Regions from separate parts of the Lactuca sativa genome. Here region 1 is linked to region 2. The links are chromatin contacts, called in public Hi-C maps. All regions are on one chromosome and are shown on one strand. Each heading gives the region's core, a stretch centred on a gene start, on an enhancer-like site or on the middle of the called end of the contact. The rest is flanking DNA. Distances are from core to core; before and after follow the strand shown.

The links. Hi-C and Micro-C count contacts between places; a contact is called where the count stands out from the background.
Region 1: a Hi-C map of seed shows a contact between it and region 2, with 4 times the contacts expected there. The contact joins the promoter of LOC111904048 here to the promoter of LOC111904082 in region 2. A contact is called at or near these places in 2 of 4 Hi-C or Micro-C datasets (leaf and seed).

The regions. Positions count from the first base shown.
Region 1 is chr8:13,195,538-13,198,412 of Lsat_Salinas_v11, reverse strand. It overlaps LOC111904048 (21 kDa protein-like), which reads right to left and starts at 1,534. Exons shown (of 1, transcript XM_023899826.3): 1 at 682-1,534. The coding sequence starts at 1,435. The coding sequence ends at 842.
Region 2 is chr8:13,053,044-13,056,296 of Lsat_Salinas_v11, reverse strand. LOC111904082 (pectinesterase inhibitor 11) reads left to right here and starts at 1,393. Exons shown (of 1, transcript XM_023899861.3): 1 at 1,393-2,148. The coding sequence starts at 1,421. The coding sequence ends at 2,038.

The DNA of each region.
Region 1 (2,875 bases), core at 285-2,784, 140 kb before region 2:
AAACATGTCATGTGCATGCTCCACCCTTCATAACTATACTTACCTCTCAAAACCTACCAAACAACTGTCCCTTTCACAACTTACATATTTTGGGACTTACTGCATATTTGTTGGCCTTTAGTATCTTTGACCTTCGAAACTCGCTAGTAGTTGATCCATTAGCTTTGCAATCCTTCAAAACTGTTAATTAGGGCACAGTCAACGTTGCCCTTGACCCTGCCCGCATGATCGACTGTCTATAAAGGATGTTGACTCTGGACCATGTGACGGATTTTGGTCCTAAACTCGTATTTTAGCATAGCCTTAATCCCCTTTTGTACTAGTGTATATTCCACTAACCTAAAATGCTTGATGAAACTAACACCACCAACATTTTTATCCCCCAAATCCTTTCGGAAATAGGGTTGCACACGAGCCGACCCGAGCTGGAGCTTGACCGGATGGTGTTCTAGCCTCAAAAACTTGATGTAGGTTTGAGCTAGGCTTAAAGAAAAAGCCAAAGCTTGATTCAAGTGTTCCAAAAAGGTTTATCATAGTTTATGTTTAATAAAACAAGTTTGATACAAGCGTGACTTGTGAATTTATATTAAAACTTGACCCTATGTGAACTTATATCAGAACTTGGTTTGTGACATTCTTAGAACAACTTTCGAGCAAAACGAGATATGATAATAGAATATATAAAAGCAATACAAGAAATGATAATATCCTCAAGAGATTATTAATACATGACAATAATTTCAAATTAATAACTTCTCTCAATAATACGTTGCATTTGCAATCAAGGCCATTCACAAATTACTACAAGGCAACAAAAATAAAATTCTGCATCTTATATATGCTATCCGTGTAGAGAAGAAGCATAGATGTTGATCAAAGCCAAAGCATTACTAGCTAAATGGGCGACATTCACAATCTTTCCTCTCACCACCCTTTTCATTTTCGGATCATTAACAAATCCTTCAGAGCACGTATCTTCATCCGTCAATGCAGAACTCACCCATGTTTGTATATCACTCATCACCAACCTGAAATCTTTAGAACCCGGTCGACTCATCTCATCAAGTGACCTTTTCAACTCGTACACCGTGTCACTCAGCAACTCAATACAGTCTTTCATGGCAGAAACCTCCCGGGGAGCCATGCCATGTACTTGTGACAATTTTACCATTGCTGTGGATGTGGTGCGGGTGGTGTCAAGGGTGACTGATAGAGCTGTTTGGGCTAGCAGATTAGGGCTTGTTTGGATAGCACCTGATTGAGTAGACAGAGAGTTGAAGCAGAGTGTAGGGTAACTTGTCAAACTGCATGATGTTCTGATGAATTCCACATTTGTTTTGTCAAGGGCGGAGATTAAAGTAATGGAGGAAGTGGAGAGAAATAATATTAGGAGAATGCTACGAGCTAGAGAATATATTGAATATAAGCCTTCCATATTTAGAAATTCTTTTTGGAGGGTGTGAAAAGAATGTTATATATATGGCTTAAAGTTTGAAGCTAAGAAGGTAGGTTAATTACGATTTATGAAAGTTGAACAAATGCACTCCAAATTTATAGGAAACCAAATGTAAATATCTTCTACAACTTTTCGTTGTTGCTCACCAGCAATAATTAATGAAAACCTCTAACTCTAGTCTCTATCTAAGATGATATGTACATGTGATAGTCTCATGTCAAAATATCTATCAAGTTGCACTAAGCAGCTTGCAATTATGCAATCCTTTAGCCATCCTTTATTGATTTTTGATATTTGATACAAGTAAATGAAGGGGAATTCTTGGGACTAGGTTGTAATTTTGTTATAAGATTCATGGTATTTAATTTAATTTAATATTTTAAAACTGTGGACATTTTTTTTAATGTGATATACACACTTTTTTAGAATACCTAAATCACATATATTAATTATTTAAATATACATAAAATATGTTTATATCTAATTTATTTGGCAATAAATCTTTGTTTGATTAAACTTTTTTTTTTTCTTACAATAACATTTTTTTCTTTATTTTAATCATTTATTTCTAATTGCATATTACAAACAATAAGTTTGATAGACTCATTTCATTTTTTAGGTCAACCAAACATGATATTTGATATTGAAATGTAATGACTCGTTGTGTTACTTTGCTTATTCAATTATTTCATTCTTTGGTAATTTTATTCCATCCAACCTAAGAGATCCTTGGTTCTATATACACCAGCAGTTCAACAAATAGCATGAATTCTTCAAATCCTTCATCTTAGTTTTCAAGTTTGTTTGTTTTAAGGGTTGCCAATATCATGAAAATGGATAAGTTTGAAAGTCAGATATGTATGAAGTGGAGGGGGCTTTACTGGGGTCTAAAGATGGCGGGACACTGTGTTTAAGTTGGACGGCTGGGGACTACACAATTACAATCAACTTTCTGGACCACTTTCTACTCAGTTTGAACATGCTCTCTCTCTCTCTCTCTCTCTCTCTCTCTCTCTCTCTCTCACACACACACACACACACACACACAAACACAGATGAATGCTTTGTTTTGGAATGGTGGATATTTCGAGAGTTAAGACTTTTAATATCTTGTAGATATTTTGAAATTGTAATCAAGATGAAATTTGTGTTGTTTGATGTGTTGAACAAGTTAATTATACAGTAGAATATCCTGATGTACATTTAGGGGCCTACATTAAAGCTTCCTGTTGTATTACTCTCATCTATATTGCTCATGCTTCACTTATTTGAAATGGTGATTAAGTTTTAATTTGTAACTGAGGTATCATTGACTAGTTTTCGACTAATGAACAACAGTAGGTATTTTCAGGATCAGATCATTAGATTGTTAGATCCCTGTCAACTTTGATTCCAGTTTTCTTGGAATCAAATCCCACT
Region 2 (3,253 bases), core at 144-2,643:
ATTCAAACCGGGTGATCCAATTACGAACCGGCCGACTTGATTGTATATCCAAATTGGACTTGTTTCAAATTTTCAAAAACCACTTTGATGGGATCGATTTTTGGATCACCTTGAAAATCCAATGGATAACCAAATTGAACCTATCCAATGTTCATCCAACTAGATATCCAATATTAATTCAATAAATCTAATTATATTATATATCCGTATAATATTAGAAAATTACAAACACATCCAATTTTCTTAACGATTTTGTATGTTTAAACCTTGATCGTTGAAATTGAAGACTTGAAATGTCATTTGTTAGTTTTATTTAGTGTAATTGTTTGCAATTTTAGTTTTAATTATTATAATTATATTTGGTTATTATTTGATAGAAAATGGATTAGAGATGGTTGAATAACGAATAATCAATCAACTGGGTAAAACCGATCCAATCTTATATCTAATCGGATCAGTCGATTGAGTTGCATTTATCGAAGTGGATTAGATCGGTTGACAAAATCCAACCTTCAAAGGATTATTAGATTGGATGGTTTCAATTACAATCGATTGGATTTAAACCAATGAACACCACTGTATTCAATATATAAGATGACATGGTTTATGCTTTAGGTCGGATTTGACTTTTCATAATCTTATAGTAAAAAGCCGAACAAGTTGTAAAGATTTGGGTTTTCAACAAAAAACCAGGTTTGATATTTCGCTTTTTAAGTTTTTCATTCATTTTGAGGTTATTAATATACGGTATTTATATTTATAAATGATTAGTTTGCAATGAGAATGTTAAAATTTAAAATTAAATTAACTGCAAGGAAAGGACTTCAAATTAATATGTTGACTTCTACTCGTTGATACATTTTTATTCTATAATTTTTCTTATGTTATATAAACTAGGTGTAAGACCCGTATATTATACGGGTTGATTTAAAAAATGATTAAACTTAAAGTATAAAAATGAAATATTTTTTAATGTACAAATTTAAAATAAGAAAGAAAGAAACGTATTTATTACAATTTAATATATATATATATATATATATGATATTTAATACTTTACATTTATAAGTATATGACTTTAATTAAAAATTAAAACAAACCAAAAATTGACAAGTGGATAATATTTATTTCAAAATTACCATAAAATGACAAGTGTCAAAACTCATAAGAGATTGACAAGTGGCAAAAAAACCTTCATTTATTAAGGAGGATATATTTAATAGATATATAATTTAATAAAAAAAAAGTTATATTAAATATTTAATGATAATAAGTTTTTTATGTGAAGACAGATAGATAGTATTAAAATGTTTTTATCTAATTAATCTTGAAAAATATATTTATTCAAATCCCCTGGTAAAACTCCCTATAAATTAAGCAACAAATCTCTAAGAAGTCAACATCACCCGAACAATCAGCAATGGAACACGCCAACTTCTTCTCGCTTTTCTTTCTTACTTTCATGGCCACGGCAATGGCAATGTCAATGGCCGCGGATCCACAGTCATCCACCACCACCACCAGTACCACCACCCAAGCCTACAACAATTTTGTCAAAACCTCATGCAACGCCACTACTTACCCATCCGTCTGCTTGACCTCCCTCCTCCCTTATGCCAACTCCGTCAAATCAAACCCCGTTAGACTGGTGAAACAAGCCCTCACCGCCACCGTCAAATCCGCATCTGCCACCCGCTCCGTCGTCTCCAAATTAGCCAAGAGCAAGAACATCAGCAAGGGCGACGCCGCCATCCTCAAAGACTGCATCGAAGAGCTCAAGGACTCCATTGATGAAATTACCGACTCCCTGAAAGCAATTTCTAGCCTTGGTTCCTCCTCCTCTGTTAACAAGAGATTCGCGATTTCCAATGCACAGACCTGGACCAGTGCCGCAATCACCGACGTGTACACCTGCATTGATGAATTTTCCGACCAAAAAGTCAGTCCAGCGGTGAAGAAGAAGATCAGGAGCAGTATTGTGAGTATTGCAAGGCGGAGTAGCAATGCTTTGTATCTTATCAATCATCTCAACATTTGAATTTTAAAATCTTACAAGCGTTACGTTTTCTCGTTGTAAGAAATGTTTGTTTAGTATAATTATTATCTCATTAATAAACTATTATGAATTGCTAAAATATTTTGTGATATTAATGGAACCCCAGAAGATTGTTCCGACTCAATTGAATTTCGGCGGTGAAAATGAAGACCAGGCCGCTCTCCCAAACCTTTCGTTACCCATAATGCCTAATCAAAAACCCAATACTCAAATACCCTCCGACTCGGGATCAGGAGCACACCCGATCATTCAAGAAATTGAAATTACGACCACAATTCGGAACATAGTCGGTTTCGGAATTAAAGCCAAGGATCCTCTGTTGGCTGAAATTCTTGGCGTATCTAGAGAGCCTACCGGTTTGCAATGAATTTTTTATCCTTAAACATTAGAGGAATCGGAGAAGATTATAAGGTGAACTGGGTGAGAAAACTCACATCAAAACACAAGATGCAATTCAGGAAACACAGTTACTAGATGCAGAAAACATCCATGTAGAAGCATGTTGGGGTTCTACAGATGTGGGAGTAGAAAGAATGAACGCAACTGGAAGATCTGGAGGTTTGTTAAACCTGTGGGATAACAGATTATTCTCTTCTTCGTCTCGGAACTTTTTAATCAACATTAGAACATGGAATGGGATACAAGAGAAGGTGGTTTTCGCAAATATTTACGGTCCACAATCTGTGACAGAAAAGGCAGCCCTGTGGGAGAAACTAAAAGGCATAAAACAGGAGAAAGGTAGTTTGTGGATTATTCTAGGTGATTTCAATGTTGTCCGGGGTCTAGAAGAATGATTTAACTTTATATTTTGTGCCCGCTTAGCTAGAGATTTTAAATGCTTTATTCATGAGGCGGGTTTTATTGATGTGAAGATGGGAGGCCATAAATTCACATATTTTCGAAATGCTGAAGTAAAGATGAGCAAATTGGATAGGTTTATGGTATGCCAAAATTTTCTAGACCTCATTCCCAACATTACTGTCACGGCACTACCTAAAGAAATATCAGACCATTGCCCTATATTACTTACATCCTCATGGTGTGATTTTGGACCACCACCATTCAAATTCTTCAATTCATGGATGTTAAGGGAGGATTTTGAATCTATTTTCATTGCTTCATGGAATAGCTTCCGGGGATTTGGTACCCTAGACTTGTACCTGCTGGCAAAACTAAAATGGGTGAAAGACGGACTTA